Regions from separate parts of the Mus musculus genome. Here region 2 is linked to region 1. A link is a contact called in public Hi-C data. All regions are on one chromosome and are shown on one strand. The core of a region is the stretch at or near the end of the contact, and the rest is flanking DNA. Distances in the headings are between cores, read along the strand shown. Region 1 has its middle 25 kb from the start of Gm19619. Region 2 holds the start of Btc (betacellulin, epidermal growth factor family member).

Region 1 (4,293 bases), core at 1,358-3,857:
GTAAGGGCTGACAGGGCCTCACCTGCTCCTGAGGATTCATCATGGTCAATGGTTGATACAGAGAAAAGAATATTTTCTTCAGTGGTGTAGTCACAGGAAGTTGTCTAGGTTCCTGAAAATCAAGCATCACCCATGCTCTGATAAACCATCCTAATAAAGCATGCAAAGAAGACAGGAAAGATGGGGGGCACCTGCTTGGGAAGAAGGAGGAGCGACAGACACAGTCAGGAATAAGAGAGAGAAGCTGGGACAGACTTGATCAAAATAAATTACATACATGTATAAATACATCATAATGAAACTCATTTTAACGCATCATTAATAGATACTAATGCAAACATTGACAGGGATTGGAAGATGGTTCAGGGGTGAGAGTGCTTGCTGCACGTGCATGAGGACCTATGTTCCCATCCCCAGTAGCCAGCCACGTCAAAACCCAGGCATGGCTATGTTCTGCTATAATCCCAGCACCTAGGGAGAGGAAGGCAGGAAGAGAGATGAAGCTTTGCAGAGAGAAATAGAGAGAATCCCATACCTTACCCTGTCCTCCACACGTGTGCAGGTGTGGGCTCTTGTGTTCCCACATGCACAAACACTCTAACTCCATACACATAGAAAAGCATTTCTAAAAGTCAATTTAGTCTTTTTTCCAATGTAGTTCAATTATTCACCCTTCTGCCTTCCTTTTAGGCATATTAGCTTAGTCCTGAGTCACCACTGTCTTACAGATATACATCAGCACTTGGGATAGAGGAAAAATGATGAGAAAGCAAGTCCTGGTGGGTACAGAGAAGTTCAGAGCATGGGCTTGCCTTGAACGTTATCTTTAAATTGTTTAAAAAGAACAAGAATTAGATGCATTTCCTAAAGGTTGTATATGACACAGTAGAAAGATAAATCCCTAATCCACAACTTCAAGTCCAGCGACTAATATTATTTAAGTATGTAACATATAAAAGCATTTATTTATTTCTGCAAAGGCTAAAGTATGAGTAATTAATTAATAAGTCTAAGAGAAGTGGTGGAGGATTTCTTACATGTTAGGAACGCCCCAGGAGTACAGGGAATAAACCAATCATGGGTCCTGTTCTCATGGGACAGATGACCCAATGCCTAATAACGGCCAGGAAGAAAGATAAGACAGTATATGAAGAACAAGGGGCTGGAGAGGAATGTGTTGGCGTTTGCTAGACAAGTTGGTTTTCTCATTTGGAGTCTGAGTGTCCCCCCAAAGTCCCATGAGTTAAAGATTTGATTCCCAGGCCATGGGTGCGTTAAGAGAAAACAGTTAAAACAGGACTAGGTAGAGCTGTCCTCTGTCTCTTGCTCCAGTTGATCACCTCAGATTTTGCTGTGGCAGCTGTTTCCTGAGAAAGGAGCTTACTCGGGAAAGATAGCATCTGCTGGTCTCAGACTCACTGTGTAACTTAAGCCAGCAATCTTCCTGCCTCATCCTCTCCAGTAGCAGATGCAGGCACATGTGACCATGTCTAATTTATGCAAAATTCTGAACACATAATTTATGCAAAATTCTGAACACAAAATTCTTCTCATTTCCCTGTTGCGAGCTGGTTCTAACATCTATGCTTTGGCTTATCCCAGGAGAGCCAGCAGGGACACGAGAGAAGCTGAGAGGAGGAAGAAGGTTCCCACCTGTCTAGAGGCTCCAGACTCTAGGTCTGGTTAGAAGCTTGCTCACTGTTTTGGGAATCTGATTCTTCCAAAGCCCCAAGTCTTCCCCCTGGTGTAGGCAAAGGCTCCTGCAAGTGGACTCAGCTCTTGTCTCTGCCTCTTTGGCTTGCAGAATCTCCCATTCTTCTGAGTGACTGACTGGTAGAAGGGAGCCTGTTTCTGCCTATAGTCAGCCTCTTTCCACTCTCCAGGCATGGGCTACACAGCATCTGATTCACTCAGCCGAGGACCCCATCTCATAGATCTCTCAGTGGGCCTGACCTCCGTTTCTAGAGCAAGGTCGGAATGATAGACACTATTGTCTCCCCCAACCTCTAAGGGAAGGAAGATGAGACCTCAGAGAAAGTCCATTAGATTAGCCCTTCAAAGAATTCTGCTGGGCAATAACACATTCACACCTCACCTGCACCCTGCTCCCATCTATGACTTTAACAGTGAAACGGAATGGATCTTAATGCACCACCATTTTGCTCCCAATCTATGCCTCCAAATGGGAGGTCATCCTGGCATTCAATTGCAAATTTGGTACCAATTTGTATAGGTGCTTTGAGCATACCTGTAATTTAGCAGAAGTGGAGCATCTCCACGATGAGGAAGAGGTCTCCTCTCAGAATCTCTAGAGGCTGGATAGTCCCATCCTCCCGTTTGTCATTCATGATCTGTTTCTCTTTCCTTGATGCAGTCAGCTGCTATCAGTTTCTATCAACTGATTTACAGCCTTTAAGAAAAAAACAAAAAACAAAAGCAAAGCAACAACTAACCACAGGTGCATCCTAGAGAAAGCATCTGGGTTAAAGAATATTTCCACATTAGACAATTTACCTCCCGGTTGGTTCACCTGATGCCACTGTCCCTGTAATTAGCTGGGATCATTGCACCCTCTTGTGGTGATTTCTAAGTGCTGCAGAACAGGATCCCATGAACTTCCACAATTCACTCTTCAGATTGCTGATTCATTGTGGTTTTGAATGGCATTAACTCTTAGCTACCCTGTGATCCAAGGAATTTCAGCCAACACTTTGCCTGAAACTAATCTGAAAATCCCATGTCAATAGCAAAAATTCTAGATTTTTACTATTTCTTGCTGCTGGCAGATTAACACAATAAGTAATTCTTTCTCAAAACTAATTATCTCACCTGTTTTTAATGAAACCCTTGCTTTTAGATAATTATAAGCTAAGCTGCACCCATAGAAAATGACACAGAGATTCTGTGTGCTCTTTTCCCATAGCTGCAAAAGAAAACATTTTGCAAAGCTTCAGTACCACATTAAACCCAAGACAATGATGAAGGATGAAGATGCAGGAAGCTCATACCATTGAGACCTCATCATAGCCTCCACCTTTCCCCTCTGCATGCACCTCATAGCCTCCTGCTTCTGCCTAATTTTTTCTCACCTGGCAATCATTTATCTTCTCTACTTGTCTCTAATTTTGTTATTTCAAGAATGTTATCGTAAAATGGAACTGTGTGCAATCTTCTGAGATTGGCTTTCGTCCAAGCTGTTGTGTGTAACAGTTCATTGCTTCTCATCACTGAGTGGTGTCCCACGATGTGGGTGTACTGGCATTTATTTTACCACGTTCTTGGTGACGGACATCTGGATTGTCTCAAAGCTGTTGGAAACACTGGTGCGTAGGGTGTTAGAGGGACATATGTTTTTAAGAGGACATGTCCATGAAAGCAATTGCTGTTTGTCACAGCAGGTGCATATTTAGCTTCCAGAGCAGCTATTGACGTTGTATTACCTCTCCACTAGTATGCCTATGCTTTCTTCCTTGCCCCTGGTGCTGATAAGGAAAGGGTAGAGATGGTACTACCACCCCCTCAGCCAAAGAAGGCATGGAAAAGATCAGCCATAGTGCTATCTCAGTAGAAATCAGGAGAGCAGTGATGTTGGATGCTGATGCTGTAACGGCTGCACTTACAAAGAAGTCTAGACCTGTGACCCGGAAAAAACTACTCAAGGTGCTATAACTTCTGCCCATGGGGACAAATCAGCAGCATCACTTCTGATGCAGTGACTTAGGTTGGAAGAAAGGACATCACCATAGCACCAGCCTTGATCTTTCCAGTTGTAAAGGTTTTAGACAATGCTGTAGCCATTACAATGGGAGAACAATAAATATTGAATAGAGGTGGGGAAGTAACAAAGTAACAAAAAGTGATGTTACCGTTGCAAAGACAATAGATATAAAGGATACATATTTGCACTAAACAAATGAGGAGAGGGCATCTTAACCCTGCACTTTGTTAGCAGCAATCCAAAATGATGCAGGCACAGTGAATGTCTCAAAGCCATAGAAATAGAATTGGCATGAAAAGACAAATCTCAATTCTGTGAGTATTTATTTATATAGGGAGGCACGGACTGATGTGTGTTCTCCCATACATTCTCAGAATGTCACCAGAAGGCAGAAGCTACCCTACCGTCCACCAACACAGGAACAGATGAACTGAATGTGAGATATGGATATGGTAGAACATTACTAAATCTTTAGAAGAGAATTTGACAACCTGGACAGATCTGGGGGGCTCTGTGTTATGTGAAGCAAGGAAATCGCCAATTGGTACTTAGAATTCCACTCATGTGAACAGAGC
Region 2 (3,987 bases), core at 608-3,107, 95 kb after region 1:
TCCTGTATACATTAGCATATAGTTCACTATACCAAGATGAAGAAGATCTTGGCTGGGGGGCAATCCAGACAAGGTAGAGGATGTGAGTGCCAGCTGTGTTTAAGTGATACTGACAATAGTCTCAGCACTTCCTCTACACCTCCATCTCATGTCCTCTTGGTTCACATCACTCTACAGTGGGTTAAGGTGACATGCCTCCACTGTAGGCTAAGCCAGTCCTTCCTCTCTAACCTGGACCTTACATGCAGTCCTTCTGCCACCAGGTTGACAAGCATTTTATCTGCCTCTCTAGTTCTGGAGACACAGCCAAACAAAAATTTCACTTATATTATCTGTTTTTACACCTTGATAAACAATCTTGTCCCTTTTTACAGTTGTTAGCCCTCTCCAGGCTTGAGAGAAGGTATATAATATAGCACGGTGACACATAAGAGGTCCCTCTCCTTACAATGTCTCAATGCTCTTAGATTCCACATAAGGCTAGAAAGCACCCTTCCCTTCCAGAACCCCCAAGGACCTCGAAGCAGAGGTCTGGAGATGGCTGGGCTCTCCCACCAGGCTGTCCTCTCGTCTGCTACTCAGAGGCAGAGGGCAGGATGCCACCTGAAGCTGCACTCTGCTTCCACAGCTCTGGCTTCCAGGGAGCCGCCTCTCCTCTCTTGCTTCTGCGGACATCCAGGAGTTCTCAACCAACAGGCCCTAATTTTCCAAATAAAGAGATGTATTTCCTCTCCTGACTTTTCAAAGTAGGAAGCAAAAGGTCCCAAGTGAGGCCGTTTGGTATTTTTTCATTTCTCTTTGCTTTCTCGTCCTGAACGAAAAACAGTCACAGAAAGCTCTCAAGAGAGGACTTCTCCCTCGCAGCTCCTGCCACACGAATGGAAGAAAGAAAAGGGAGAGAGAAGGTGTGTGTGTGTGTGTGTGTGTGTGTGTTTGTGTGTGTTTTCCAGGAACGAGACAGAGAGAGAGAGAGAGAGAGAGAGAGAGAGAGAGAGAGAGAGAGAGAGAGAGAGAGAGAGAGGAGAGAAGACGGGACTGCTTTTGAGACTACCAGTAGCTTAGGAGGATTCATCACACACACACACACACACACACACACACACACACACACACACACACACACACACTCACACACACACAAGCACGTTGCTCTCCAGTCCATGCATGTTAGGAATGCCCGCCTCTGCCTTCTGCAGGTATCCTTCTCGGTGCAGACTCCCTTGCTTCTTCCTTTGAGAGTCTCCTCCCATCTCAGGCACCTGCTAAGCACCTCCCGGGTCCCTGCCAGCACCTTCCGCGAGCTCTGCTCCTGGCACTTCAAGGTGCCACCTGAGCACAGCCCAGCAGCAGGCAGCAGGATCCCTGCCGCCCTGGGCCTCGAGTATACCCAGGGAAGACTCCAACAGGTGCAAGCCAGAGGCGGGATCTTAACTTCACCAGCTCACTCTTTCAGCAAGGTTCACAGGACTCCAGCCCCCATGACTTTCCTCCTGATCTGTAGCTCTCAGAATGAACACTTACCCAGGGCAAGGACCAGGAGCAGCGGCAGGGAGCTGACACTGCTACCCGGGGCTGTTGGGTCCATCAACTGTGCTGTGAGGGGCAGGGCAGCCCCTGGATGAGTCCTCAGGTTCCTTCTCTATGCCCTTCCTGGGCCCTGGCACCGAGAGGGTGCTTGAAAACTAATCCCTGAGCCAGGAGGAAGCGAAACTAAGCAGCAGGCAGCCTGCCTACAGAGCAGGGAAACACCCGGGGCGGGCAGCCAGCGGGCTCCAGTGTCACCCAGAACTGGGAGCCTCCTATTTATCCTGGAGCCTTCTGCACACACCCCCGGAGAGGCACACCACTTGGTGCTGGTAGCCTGCACGCTGCTCCCACCCAGCTGCCCCACACCCATACTCACACCCAAGGACACGCTCAGAGGGCCACGGGGCCAGCTCTCCCACTCCCCCTGCTGGGTCTCACCTGACGGTTCATTTCTTTCCCCCTGTGGGACAAAACAAGGTAAATGGGGCCCAGAAGAGAGGCAGAAGAGGACCTGGTCATGTGGCCTCAACTCATGAAGCCCTCTGGGGGAAAGTCTAGAAGTCTCCTTCTGGCCTAAGGAGCGAATTCTGAGACTAGAGCGAAGTTCACTGAAAAGAAAAAACAAACAGACAAACAACAACAACAACAACAACAACAACAAAAAACCACAAAAAACCTCAAGCATTTGACAGTTGACGCAGACAGGCGATTTCTCAAGAGTCATTGTTGTCTATAGAATTCTTAAAGTTAATACTTCAGTTTTCAGTGCCTTCTAGTCAGTTATTAATTAGCCGGGCATTTTAGCTTGCCAAAACGTCCTTTTGAAATTTCATGTATCAGCTGGATGTGGTGGCACATGCCTCTAATCAGGAGGAGAGCAAGTTTGAAGGGTCAGCCTGGCCCACATAGCACAATATTAGCTCAGAAACTTAGTAACAAATCATCTGAGTAAATAGATAAATAAAAGAACTTCATTTCTATTTTATTTATCCATTATTTTTTCATTTGTTTACCTCTTAATTCTAGTAGGATCTTTCTGTTTCTTTTTCGTGTGTGTGTGTGTTTGTGTGTGTGTGTGTGTGTGTGTGTGTGTGTGTGTGTGTGTGTGTGTGTTGTATGCTTGTGCTTTGCCAAACCTTATCTCTATTTCATCATGCCTAGTAATGGGAACTTTTTATGCATTGAGCCGTCTCTGGAACCCAAAGACACACTGAACAGCCTATAAAAGGGTTCCAGTTTTACCGTATAGCACAAGTATATTTGCATCTGAACTGACCAAGGGGTTTGGGTCTTATGAACTGATTTACTGATCTTGTAAAAGCAATGCATACAATGCATCCACCTTCAGAAGTTGCATTTCTGACACTGGAAAGTACAATAAACATTTTTTTTTACATATGAAAGATAAGTCAAGCATTTGACCCTCCTTTTGAACCCCATTATATAAATTAAGCAAGTGATATTTTATTTCTAAACCGATCCTAGTTATGTTAGTGCCGTAGGCAACTGATGTATCTAGAAGAATGAAGTTTTAAATCCATCCATTCTAGTTAACCCCTTAGAGCCCTGGAAGAGGGAACCGTCTCAGATGATTGGGTGGGGTCCGGAGCAGGGAAGAACTGAGAGATAGAGGGCCATGCACCACAGAGGTGATGGAGTACAGGAAGCCATCAGGGCTTTAGAATGGTGGCACTCCCTCCGTATGTCTCTGTCCTTTTATCTTCCTGGCATCTGCTAGTGTAGGAGGGCTCCTACACCAAGGCTCCTCTCTGAGATGACACCATACTTAACATCTGCCTTCTTATCACCAACAGACAGTGGCAGCCTCCTCTCCTATCCTGCTCTCTGCAAATACTAATAAAAAAAAAAAAGGAAAGAAAGCACACACACTGTTTGCTTATTGAGAAATTATAAGAGGCCGGGACATGATATACGTATTTAGCATTCCTGACGTTCACATGGTAAATTAACTTTTTCAGGCCACTAGAGGATGAAATAGTGTAATTTAATATACTAACTAGGCCAGATAAAGTAGTATCTTTCCCTGGGAGCTTTATTTACTGCCAGAAATAAAATGAAATGCTCCCAAGAATATGTCCTCTAGATTTTCTGGCAACAGAGAGCTAGTCTCTTCAAGGTCAAGAGAATCTCCCTTCCTCTTTTCCACTCTTTTCCTTCTCCCCTCTCCTTCCTTCCCTTCCTTAGTTCTCCCCATCCTCCTCTGCCACCCATACTCCCCAGAACTCTAATTTCTTATGGAGGGATTTAAATCTGAAATCCAAGCTTTAAGTTTGGAGAGAGGGTGGTAAGCATTGACCTTCCCGAGTTCTTATCTGTGTGACCAAGATGTGTCTCAAGTCTTCAACTCAGTGTAGCACAGGAGCCACTAAATGGAACTTGCATCCATTGAGCTAGACATTGTTTGGATGATATCACCCCTGTGTCAGGATTAGTCAGGCA

Evidence for each region. A called contact is a pair of places that touch in the nucleus more often than the background predicts.
Region 2: a contact with region 1 is called in a Hi-C map of the C2C12 cell line, with 1.9 times the contacts expected there. The contact joins the promoter of Btc here to the enhancer-like site in region 1. A contact is called at or near these places in 3 of 39 promoter capture datasets (hippocampal neurons and liver), 13 of 484 Hi-C or Micro-C datasets (the AML12 cell line, the C2C12 cell line, adipose-derived mesenchymal stem cells and 7 more), 1 of 115 datasets of contacts at active chromatin or transcription factors (a colorectal cancer cell line) and 2 of 9 other capture datasets (adipose tissue and pancreatic islet).

Annotation. Positions count from the first base shown.
Region 1 is chr5:91,305,509-91,309,801 of GRCm38.p6, forward strand. No RefSeq gene overlaps it. Among named protein-coding and RNA genes, the nearest start is that of Gm19619, 25 kb to the left of the region's middle. Within about 2 kb of position 2,608, at least 16 of the 459 cell types and tissues checked have an H3K27ac peak or open chromatin away from gene starts, as enhancers often do. A contact at or near this core is called in the C2C12 cell line, a colorectal cancer cell line and hippocampal neurons, where this site is marked.
Region 2 is chr5:91,401,137-91,405,123 of GRCm38.p6, forward strand. Btc (betacellulin, epidermal growth factor family member) reads right to left here and starts at 1,858. Exons shown (of 6, transcript NM_007568.5): 1 at 1,522-1,858. The coding sequence starts at 1,585.